Regions from separate parts of the Mus musculus genome. Here all the other regions are linked to region 3. Evidence: chromatin contacts called from public promoter capture Hi-C data. All regions are on one chromosome and are shown on one strand. Each heading gives the region's core, a stretch centred on a gene start, on an enhancer-like site or on the middle of the called end of the contact. The rest is flanking DNA. Distances are from core to core; before and after follow the strand shown.

Region 1 (2,700 bases), core at 184-2,683, 270 kb after region 3:
TTTGGGATCTGTACTTTTTTTTTTTTTTTTTTTTTTTTTTTTTTTTTTTTTGGTTTTTCGAGACAGGGTTTCTCAGTGTAGCCCTGGCTGTCCTGGAACTCACTCTGTAGACCAGGCTGGCCTCAAACTCAGAAATCCTCCTGCCCCTGCCTCCCAAGTGCTGGGATTAAAGGCGTGCACCACCACCGCCTGGCTGGGATCTGTACATTTTTAAGGGATGGGAACCCAAAGCAGGGGGTAGTGGGGAGCCTCAGTATTATCTAATTGTATTTTGATATTATGGGTACCTATTGGAGACTGGGCTGTATCCTGGGCACCTGGCTTCAAGGTCATTAATTCAGCTCTTGGAGTCAAGTCTTCTGGACTCTGGCCCGGAATTTTAGAATGATAAGGGAACAGAGGAGTGGGCGAGCTGCATGTAGTCAATTAGTGCATAACAGGCAATGGTTATAGGTTTTTATAACTTATGCATGTTGGCTCAGATAACAGTAGTTTCTATATTCTTTACTGGTTAACAGACAAGAAAACATTTGGACAAGTGGGGTAGGCATTCGGAGCAGGACCTTGTTTGGCCCGGCCTTCAAGGAGGGGAAGTTGTCCCTGAAATATCTGGACTCAGACAATTGTTTTCAACCGAGGTTGCTGAGCTGTTGGTAAAGTCCCCAGCTCCCCCAGGGCCTGAGACCTTGAATTTAGAAAACGAAAACGGTAGTACTTAGCATAAGTTTCTTTTGCTTGTTCCCAACAAAATGAGGACATGACTGCTCCAAGGTATGGCTGAGGAGAAAATTTTTATTATAGATATGAGAACGAGTACAGCCAGAGGCATCGGGAAGAGTCTAGGACAGGGAAAGTAGTGAGCTGAACCTGGCCAGCAGACTGACCCCCGCGGAGGGAGGGGGCAGGGGGAAAGGGGGGCAGGGGAAAAGAGGAAGGGGGAAAGGGGAAGGGGAGACAAGGCTGGAGAAGTTTCCGGTAGGGTGTGGGGTAAGAAGAGTGGCTTTTTTGTTCGTCTGAAACTCTATGTAGCACAGGATAGTTTTGAACTCCTGATCCTCCAGCCTCATCCTCTTTAGTTCTGGGATTACAGATGCTAACTGATTATTGAATGGCCCAACATAGCCTGTTTGCCTCTGAGTTTGCCAACATTCCATCTCTCAATAATCACAAAGTACTGCCCAGCCACGACTTAACAGTCTGTAGGATCTTTATTTAATTCGGATGTAGCTTCTTCCGAGGATAAGTGCAGTTCGTAGGGAACATGCTGTCTTTCTGCACCTTTATGTTGCCTCTGACCACCAGCGCCCCAAGCGAGCCCGGAGTTGTATGCCACGAACCCTCTACGTCCTCTGCCACCCCAGCAGTCTTAGGCTCCGCCTTCTCCCCCTCCGTGGGCGGGGCCACCCAATGACGTAAACTGGGCGTCCTGCGAAGGGCGGGCCCTGTTTCCGGCTTGAGGATCCGTCGCGTTTCTGAGGCGACGCCTCAGTCAGCAGTTAGGATCCGCTCGGAGCGGTCGGTCTCGGCCCCGGCGTCACCATGGGGGCCGTCCTCGGCGTCTTCTCCCTCGCCAGCTGGGTGAGTCCCGAGGCCTCGGCCGTCCGGGGCCTGAGGCGCGCAGGGGGTGGGTGTCGGGCCGCCCGAGGCGGACCCTCCACTCTCTGAGGCTAACAGAGAGGAGCGGGCAGGCCCAGGGTCCAGGCCCGGTAGCCGTCGTCCCGGAGTCGGGGTGCGGCGGCTCGGCTGGCTCTCGCTGTGGGCGGAGGGTCGCGGGAGGCCGGACCGCCATTGTTTACAATTTCGACGCCCCGCCCCCGCCAGCCTTCCGGACCCAGGGTTCCCGCGGCCAGGCGACGCCGAGGTTCCACGGCGCGGGTTCCTGAGTGGCTAGAGGATGGCGTCAGGGAATTTAGGGCCACTGTAGTCATTTTTCTTCATAGTTCGGCATATGCCAGCGCTACTGAGTGGGGTTGGGAGCGGGGCTTTTAAGTCAGCCCTGCTGCAGGTCGCGAGCAAAAGGCGTTTAATTAGAAGCCCCGCGGCCTAAATATTTTCGAATTAAACACCCTAGCATTCCTCTCCTCCAGAACTGTTGTGAGGATAAAGTAAAGAAATTAGTCCGATTCCCCTTGTCAATGGTAAAACGTTTTTAGAAGTTAATTTTAGGATCTCTTTAACCTAAGGAATAATCTAACAAATCTGCCTCAGAGGAACTTGGTAGCTTGAACCACAGTGCCTAATTGTTTTCTCCTTCCCGAGCTGATGTAATGAACCAAGGACTCAGGCTCTGCTCATGTCAATGGCATGTCTCAGGGCAGAAGTAATGTCGAAGATATCTTGTATATTTTTCTCCTCCTGGTTTAAAACCATAATTTGAAAATATCCTATCCAGGTGTTCATATCTAGAAACTCCTTGCATATATTGTTAATTCAGTTTTTACCCAGTAGGGGGTTAGGATACCAGAGTGGAATGAGAGAAGAGTACGAAATTAAAGGCTGTGGAGGGCCATGGCAGATCATTTGTTATTTGTTTTGAGACCCTGTCTCAAAACAGGGAGGTGCAAATTACAGTTTATGGGTAGGTTTTTAGAGGCTGTGGGTTTAGTCTCCAATTGCCACTATCCACCCCCATCTCCCATCCCACGCCAAAAAAGGGGGACAGAATATCAGGGAGCCAAATCATGCAGATACCCACTGTAT
Region 2 (2,700 bases), core at 6-2,505, 450 kb after region 3:
GGGACATGCTTGTAATCCCAGCACCCAAGAGGGAGGCTGAGACAGGAAGACAACACAGGTTCAAAACCAGCCCTCTCTATAAAGTGAGTTCCAGGCCAGCCAGGGTCACGTAAGAGATCCTGTTTCAAAATAGACAAACAAGAACATAAATAATAATAGAACATAGTAAAATAATTAGAAAGTGATGGGTTTGAGTTTTCACCTTGATTTTAAAGTGCTAATCTATAAACTACAGTCACTAAGGAATAACTCATGGTTGGGAAGCCCTGACTTTGACACCTAACATTACGGGCTAGGAGCTTAGCTAAGGGACAAAACTGAGTGACTGAGTCACCAGTACCTCATGTGAGCTCTGCAAACCTTGGGAGCCCAAGATGTTCAGTCAACAACACAGTTGATTCATCCTTTTTTTTTTCAGCTGATTCATTCTTACATTTATTTACTTATCTATTTATCTGTATTTATTTATTTATTTAGTGTGTGTGTGTGTGTGAGAGAGAGAGAAAGAGAGAGAGAGAGAGCAACTTATGGGAGTTGCCTTCCACAATGTGGAGAGAGCAACTTATGGGAGTTGCCTTCCACAATGTGGATCCCAAGGACTGAATCCAGGTTATTTGGTTTGGCAACAAGTGCCCTTACTTGTCTCAAAACCCGAAGTGGCACATGACTTTAATCTCAGTACTCTGGAGGTCAAGTTTAGGGGATCTCTGAGTTCGAGGCCACCCTGGTTATACAGAATGAGTTCCAAGTCAGCCAGGTCTACTTGGAGAAACCCAGTCTGAAAACAAAACAAGTAAATAAGATTTAAATTTATTAATGACTTTGCAAAGAAATTTCATCTGAAAAACCCTATAACTGACCCAATATACGGAACTCCCAAACTAGCTCTTAAGAAAGGTGGGTCTCTTGTTTGTTTTGCAGATAAAGAAAGCGAGAATCCCATCCCACAAACATGAGGGGAGCAGGTTGCCCAGGCAAAGAGCAGCCTGCAGTGATCTCAGCCAGTAGCTTGGGGGCGATGAGTGGAAGCGGCGCAGGTAAATGCAGACCTGCACTCTGCAGAGACCCATCAAGGCCACTAGAGGGAGACACGCCCTCTAGGGGGCGGAGCTTGCAGGAAGCGCGCATGCGCCCAGAGGGGATGTGGTGGTGCCAGCTCGGGCGAAGGGTAAGACGGTGGCCGAGAAGGCTCTGGAAGGCGGACGGTAGCCGAGAAGGACCGGCATGGAGCACCTGGAGCGCTGCGCGTGGTTTCTCCGCGGGACGCTGGTGAGGGCGACGGTGCGGCGCCACCTGCCCTGGGCGCTGGTGGCCGCCATGCTGGCGGGCTCGGTCGTCAAGGAGCTGTCCCCGCTGCCCGAGAGCTACCTCAGCAACAAGCGCAACGTCCTCAACGTGTGAGTGCATCGGGCTCCGGGCCCCCGCGCCCCAAGAAGCCAGTTGGATGCTGGGGCAGGCGAGTCATCGGGAGGGAGCCCTGTCTTGACAGGCGCGTCCGCGCGCGTGTCGCGACACTGGGACCCTGGGAAAGCAAGTGACATTCGCGCCTAGTATGTGAGCATTCCGATAGGAGGATCGAGTCGGTGACGGGTGGGTTATAAGTGACAGTGGGTACATTGGAGCGGCTATTCCCCCGCCCCCAGAGTTAGGCGCTTGCCCCTGTCCTGTTCAGGGAGATGTCACCTTCCTCTTGCCGGCTAGTCAGACACCCCTCTCTTAACCACTGTGGCAAAAATCCCACCGTTGACTTAAAGAACCACCTCTAGACCCACCCACCACCCCAAGAGCTTTTGCCATCCCTGCCCCATGTTAGTAGAAGCAAGCGTGAAACCTTTCACTCTGGTGACCTTTCTCCTGGATCTCCTTGGACTTTCTCAGTACTCTAAAGTGCATGGCAGTCACCCAGGAAAACAACCCCAGCCGATCTCGTTGGGACATCTCTCAAACTCCACTTATTTCTTTCCTAGTCCTTTAGAAACACTTACATCGTAAGTTTATTGCACAACACTCCGTTGGAGCTAGACAGGGAGTTTGGAAGATGAAATTGCTCCATCCATGTGAGCTTAATGCTTCAGACTAGTGAGTGTCTCCAGCTTGTGGACAATCTGCCTCTCTTGTTAATCTACTTCAAACCCGGTTTTCTCTTTTGGGCAACTGAGTCAGGTTTCTGACAGACCTTGGTTTTAACGAGGCTTTCCTTGTCAAGCCTGTGAAGGTTTTAGTAATGGGCCCTTTGGTGGCGTCTGAGAAACTACTGGAACCTAGGGAAGAAGAGCCCTGTCCTTGGCCCACCTTCATCCTTCCCCACTCGTAGTGGCTGGTCTAAGAATAGAGTGTAAGGGTGGTAGTTGTTCCAGATCTCTTTGGTGGGTGTTTTCTGCCCAGATCTCCAGGTCAGCCACCTTTCATGAGCTCAGAGGAGGCAGACATGGCAGATGTTGCTGTATCTGGCCTAATGAACCAGGAGCCCAGCAGCCTGGCACGCCAATTGTTTAGGGGTAGCCATGGATTCTAATGTTTTGTTCCAAGACATGATGCTGATTAATGGGAGGGAACTGGCAGTGACTCACTGGATCTGGAAGAGATTTTAAAAACGGTTTGGTGCCTTTGGCTTTTCTAGCTGAGGGAACTGAGGCCTGAAGATAAATAAGAGTCAGAATCAGGATTCAAACCATGGTCTTGTAGCTTGAACTAAAGCTT
Region 3 (2,700 bases), core at 99-2,598:
ACATTCTAAGCAGAGAACCCAGCTCAGCTGCACAGACTTACAATCTAGACAGATTGCACACTAATAAAGGTCTGTTGCTTTTAAGCCTCTTGGTTGGCTATGAATGAACAGAAAATAAATACTCACAACCATCCAAAACAGAGGGTTCCTGCTGTCATCGCTCCGATGAAGAAGTAGGTTAGTGAGATGGAGGGGCTCCCTCTAGGTCCCTCGGAAAGGAGGGACTGAGCAGTCCTTTCCTGAGGCCATTTCAGAGGGCTGCTTCACGGGAGGGGGAGAGCAATTAGAAAGGATTGCTGCTTCTGCTGGTAGAGTGGACCTCTGGTCATTCAGGTTTGGAGGGCAGAGGAGGTTTGCAATTGAGTGTATCTCTTTATACCCAGGCTCTGATAATCTGTCCCTATGGGTGTGAATCGGGGGACCATGGGCATCAGGATGTGTCTGAGAGTGTGTGCCAGTGTAAGCCTGCAGCAATGTCTCAGGATCTTGAGTCTGAGGGTGTCTGTGCACCAGAATGAATCCATCCCTGTGAGTGACTCAGTCTGTACGGCTGTGTCTATAGGTATGAGTGTTCTGAGGGTGACTGTCCCAGTTTTGGGGACAGATCACTACAGGAGGAGGGGTGCTAATGTTCCCTCTCTGTGAGAGACTCCCAGGATATGTCTGCAAGCAAGTGTGGGTGCACGAAAAGGTGTGTGTCTGTCCAAACTTCTGTGGGGTTTGTGGGGTCTGAGGGTCTCCAATATGTGGGAGGACATGTCCTGCCCGCCTGTTGCTCCCTGTGACTCTGCAGGTCTCTGTGTACCCTCTGAAGTTGCCAGTGGGTATATCTGCTCCTATGTCAGAAAGAGTCACTGTGTGTCTATAGAGTGTCTGTCTGTTCAGGTATCCGTGAAGGTGTTTGTCCAGGTGTCCCTCTGTCCCCGAGTGTGAGGGAGTCCGAGATCTCTCTTGCCGAGCGAATACATCCTTGTGGGTGCTTGTGGGTGAATGCAGGTTTCTTGGATTTCTTGGACTGTGTCCCTCTGGGAGCCTCAGGGTATCTGGGTGAGGCCTGCATGAATCGGGGTTACTGGACACCTGCCTCTGGAGTGAGTCTGAGGACTCACAGTCACGGGTCAGAGCGGGCACCGGAGGTTCAGCCGCAGCAGCCGGGCGCAGACAGCCTTGCGGCGGGCTCGTGCACCTGCCCGGTTGGCAGCGGCGGCAGCGGTGGCGGCGCAGCCCGCACCCTCGCGGCTCCCAAGCCCCGCCCGCGGCGCCCCCTCCCCCGGGCCTCGGCGATTGGCTGCGGAGCTCGGCTGCGGCCCGCCCCGCGCGGCAAGCAGGCTGGGGACGCCGCGGGCCAGAGCGCGCTGCGCCGCCGCCGCCACCACCACCACCACCGCCACCACCGCCGCCACCGCCACTGCCTCCGCCACCGCCGCCGCCACCGCCGCGAGCACCTCGCGTCTCGGGCTCCACGCGCCGCCAGTGTCCGGCCCTCTGCGCCCGGCCACCAGCCCCGCCGCCTGCCCGCGGAGCCCCGGGCCGCCGCCACCACGCCGCGCGCCGTACTCCGCGTCAAGAATGGGGCGGCCAAGCTGCCCAAGCCGCCCGCCGCCGCCGCGGCCGAGGCTCCTGGCGCGGGCGCGGGCATGGAGCGCTCGCAGAGCCGCCTCAGCCTGTCCGCCTCCTTCGAGGCGCTCGCCATCTACTTCCCGTGCATGAACTCCTTCGATGATGAGGACGCAGGTGAGCGCGCTGCGGTCCACCCACCCCGGGGGGTTGTCTCCCGGTCCAGAAGCCAGGGACCCTCGGGGACCCGGAGCGCCCGAGAGAGGCGGCCACTGTCTCCGCTGCACTCTCGGTCCCACTCGGATAGATACCCAGGGGCCCCTCCCACTCCCTCAAGACCCCAGGAGTCTAGGAGGAGCTCTGGTCCTGTCCCCCCTCCTGCGCCCCAGGGACCCCTTGAGCATCTGCACTCGTCCTTCTTGCGCAAGTGGGCCCTTGGGTCGCCTGGACCCAAGTCTCCCTATTTATATGCACCTGCAGGATTCCCCCGCGACCCCCTCCCTGACTTGTTTCTCAACAGGATTTGCCACTACCCAAGTCTGGTATATGCCCCCTAGTCAGATTTCGGGTTTTAGGCCGCTTCACCCCTGGTCTTCCGACGTACCCCTGGTCGTTGGAAGCGGCGCATAGACCTGACCTCTCCGAGGTCTTTGTCTTAGCTGCATCCAGAGGCTCCCTGCCCAAGACCCCCTTGTTCAAAGGCCAAAGCCTTGAGTGTCCCGATTTGTTTCTCCATTCCCTTCCCCCACAGGCTGGGGCTCCAGACTCTTGTCAGATTCTGGGGAGCCGCACATAACTGGTCCGGGGTCTGCTGGTCTTTCCTCCCCAAGGAGGTGCAAGGCAGTGTAAGTGCTAACTACAGCAGTGCTACCCTTCAGTGTGTGCCCCTGACTTCAGGTGTTCTTGTCCCTGGAGTGGCCTTTCTGGGTGGGCTGAACCCAGCTGTGGACCTGCAACTCGAACCTGCTTCTAGGCCTGGACACACACACACACACACACACACACACACCACAAAAAAACTGGTAGCCACAGTCCAGGGGTAGAGAGGAAACCAGCTCGTGGATACTGGGACCAGGCAGAGGGTACAGAGAGCAGTGAGTTTGGTTTGGGGTAAAGAAGAAAATCCAACAACAGGTGGGGGTA
Region 4 (2,700 bases), core at 91-2,590, 270 kb before region 3:
TGGAAACTTAAGGGCTCTTTGGAGAGTCAGTTATGTTAGATGGTGTTTTGCTGGGGCAAACACATGAAGTGTTTTCCTGAAGTGGCCACAGGTAAAAAGCGGAGGCAGACTCATGTAGAAACATTTCGCTGAAGCAGACACCAGTGAAAGGATGGTCTGCTAAAGCAAGCACGTGAAAGGATATGTGATGGATTCTTCCCTAATGAAACACGGGTATTGGTCCGTCTTACATTGTGTAGTTGACCTGCATTTGCTGGGACTTCCATAGAGAGAAATGCACCAAAAAACTTTTGGTGGTGTGCTGTGGCTTGTTTCAGCTTCTTTCACTTCTGCAGATTCTGGATAATTGGCAGCTTGATGCCAGCTTAGACAGACTCATGTGCTGCGGGGAGACATGTGTGGAGGAAGTATAAAGTAGGCTCGACCAGCAATGGGAGGGAGTTTGGCTTGCTTACATAGCTAAATGCTTGGTGGTCTTGCATCTTTGCTGATCTTTGCTAACCTTTGCTTGGCTGATTGGAACTTCTCCTGGCGTTCCTCCTCGTCCCTCCTGCTGACTTGTGCCGAGGCCGAAGCCTGCCTGTCTCTGCTAGGTAGTCACACTGCTGCTGATTCGTGTTAGCTATCCTGATTCTACCGAACTGGATGGCTGGTGTAGCCATGAAGTGTTTGGGAGTGGATCGAGCCGCTGCTGACTCCTGTGCACTGAACTGCTGATTTCCTGACGGTGCAGATAGGAGTTGCTCCCAAGAACCCTTTCTAAACAGGTCCACTTCCCCCGTATCCTTTCTTTTCCACTACTTCTGGTGGGCAGTGGGCTAGAAAGGAAGTTAAAGTGTTTAAGAACCATCATTAAAAATAGGCTTTAAAAACATTAAAGTAACGGGGTGGCGTGGTTTGGAGCACATAGTGACAGAGCCCTCCTTGGGGTGAGGAAAAAGCTGAGGACCAGTTCAGATATGACAGGAAGAAGTAAGACCTCTGTCTAGGGCGGGCCACCCCGAAAGAGGGCTCAATAGTGAACATCAGATTTGAAGAAAATGGGTCCTGCCACGTGCCGCCAGGCTGTGTGTCCTAGGGTGCCCTTTGTGCAGAGACTTCTTGTGCAAACAGAGGATCTCACAGTTAGGAAATCTTGGAAGGACCCCAAGTCCCTCCCTCAAAATGGTGGCCATTTCTGACAGGGCTTGGAAAGCACAGGCTTCCCCTGTCATCAGCAAACCTTCAGCCCTGCCCATTGCCACGCCCAGCAGAAACAGTAGAAAGCCAGCCTCAGCCTCAGCCTCAGCACCAGCACCAGCACCAGCCTCGGCACCAGCACCAGCACCAGCCTCGGCACCAGCACCAGCACCAGCCTCAGTCTCAGCCTCACAGCAACATGTGGCCAAACAGTATCTTGGTCCTCATGACGCTCCTTATTTCCTCTACTCTGGTAACGGGAGGTGGAGTCAAAGGCGAGGGTAAGTGGGTACAGGCGAGCTGCCTAGAGCTGGGATGGGAACTCCCAGATTATAGGAAGGGATGGAGTGCCCACCCACACACCCCCCCTGCCGATACCACCCCACCCCTTACCCCCACCACTCACCTTGTGCCTTCTTCCACCAAATAAAGAGAAAAGAGTTTGCCCGCCCGACTACGTCCGCTGCATCAGGCAAGATGATCCCCAGTGTTACAGTGACAATGACTGTGGAGATCAGGAGATATGCTGCTTCTGGCAATGTGGCTTCAAATGCGTGCTGCCGGTGAAAGACAACAGTGAAGAGTAAGTAGCTCCCAGTGCTGTGCGCGGCCCTCCCACCTCCCCAGTCTCTGTCTCCTGGAAGCATGGAAGAGCGAGCGATTCTTGGAGTCAAGGGGCAGAGAGACTGGGGTGAGCTTATGGGATCTCAGAGACCAGAGGCCTTGACCGTCTCCTTTGTACAAAGGGGAAGGCGTGACAGGGATGTCAACCAAGCAGAATCAGGTGAAAGCCCCTGGGCTTTCCCTCCTCCCAGGACTGCTCACACAAGTCCCACTCTGTCCTTTCCTCCTCTAAACTTGCTGTCACCTAGCACCTGCCCCGGGGGTCCACAGGCTTAAAGTATGGGAGAAACGGGCAGCCCGTGGGCAACCTGGTCTCCGAGTCCTTGTGTGCAAAAGAAGGAACAGCCTATCCATCCAGCCTGTCCCCAGTGTGAGCATCCCTCTTCAGCGGGTTCTCCTCCTCTTTTGTAGACAGATCCCTCAGAGTAAGGTGTGATATCTCATAAAAATGGCCTCAGAGGACTGCTTCCACCGTGGAAGGACACAGCAAGAAGATACAAAGACCAGAAACCAGGCCTTTCCAGATACTGGATCTCTGGGCACCTTGATCTTGGACTCCCCAACCTCCAGAACTCTGAGAAATAAATGTTGTTTATAGGCCATTCAGTCTATGGTAATTTGTTACAGTGGTCCAAATAGACTAATACAACTTAATAGTTTAAAAAAAAATCCTTGTTCAATATTATGTGTGTGTGTATGTGTGTGTGTGTGTGTGTATGTTTGTTTGTGTGTTTGTGTGTGTATGTATATGTATGTACATATACATGCATGAATAATTCTGGAAATATACATTTTTTTGGAAAAACTATTAAACTTTATTATATGACATTTTTTACAAATCTGAATAAATAGGATAAAATTGTCCATAATACGATTTTTTTAAAAAAAGATATGCCT

What was found. Promoter capture Hi-C pulls out the DNA fragments that hold promoters and counts their contacts. Capture Hi-C pulls out chosen DNA fragments and counts their contacts.
Region 1: a promoter capture Hi-C map of embryonic stem cells shows a contact between it and region 3. The contact joins the promoter of Serinc3 here to the promoter of Rims4 in region 3. A contact is called at or near these places in 3 of 39 promoter capture datasets (embryonic stem cells and hippocampal neurons), 1 of 115 datasets of contacts at active chromatin or transcription factors (embryonic stem cells) and 1 of 9 other capture datasets (pancreatic islet).
Region 2: a promoter capture Hi-C map of embryonic stem cells shows a contact between it and region 3. The contact joins the promoter of 2310001K24Rik here to the promoter of Rims4 in region 3. A contact is called at or near these places in 3 of 39 promoter capture datasets (the C10 cell line, embryonic stem cells and pre-B cells).
Region 4: a contact with region 3 is called in a promoter capture Hi-C map of liver. The contact joins the promoter of Wfdc12 here to the promoter of Rims4 in region 3. A contact is called at or near these places in 4 of 39 promoter capture datasets (the C10 cell line, hippocampal neurons, liver and 1 more) and 2 of 9 other capture datasets (adipose tissue and liver).

The regions. Positions count from the first base shown.
Region 1 is chr2:163,643,876-163,646,575 of GRCm38.p6, reverse strand. It overlaps Serinc3 (serine incorporator 3), which reads left to right and starts at 1,433. Exons shown (of 10, transcript NM_012032.4): 1 at 1,433-1,578. The coding sequence starts at 1,540. 0610039K10Rik (RIKEN cDNA 0610039K10 gene) reads right to left here and starts at 1,726. Exons shown (of 1, transcript NR_028113.1): 1 at 776-1,726.
Region 2 is chr2:163,471,100-163,473,799 of GRCm38.p6, reverse strand. It overlaps 2310001K24Rik (RIKEN cDNA 2310001K24 gene), which reads right to left and starts at 1,255. Exons shown (of 1, transcript NR_028122.1): 1 at 797-1,255. It overlaps Fitm2 (fat storage-inducing transmembrane protein 2), which reads left to right and starts at 1,171. Exons shown (of 2, transcript NM_173397.4): 1 at 1,171-1,397. The coding sequence starts at 1,225.
Region 3 is chr2:163,917,621-163,920,320 of GRCm38.p6, reverse strand. It overlaps Rims4 (regulating synaptic membrane exocytosis 4), which reads left to right and starts at 1,348. Exons shown (of 6, transcript NM_183023.2): 1 at 1,348-1,734. The coding sequence starts at 1,638. Gm35886 (a long non-coding RNA gene) reads right to left here and starts at 1,254. Exons shown (of 3, transcript XR_375201.3): 1 at 127-1,254.
Region 4 is chr2:164,189,198-164,191,897 of GRCm38.p6, reverse strand. It overlaps Wfdc12 (WAP four-disulfide core domain 12), which reads left to right and starts at 1,340. Exons shown (of 3, transcript NM_138684.2): 1 at 1,340-1,460; 2 at 1,612-1,762; 3 at 2,215-2,667. The coding sequence starts at 1,379. The coding sequence ends at 2,239. A730032A03Rik (a long non-coding RNA gene) reads right to left here. Exons shown (of 4, transcript XR_003954086.1): 3 at 1,586-1,736.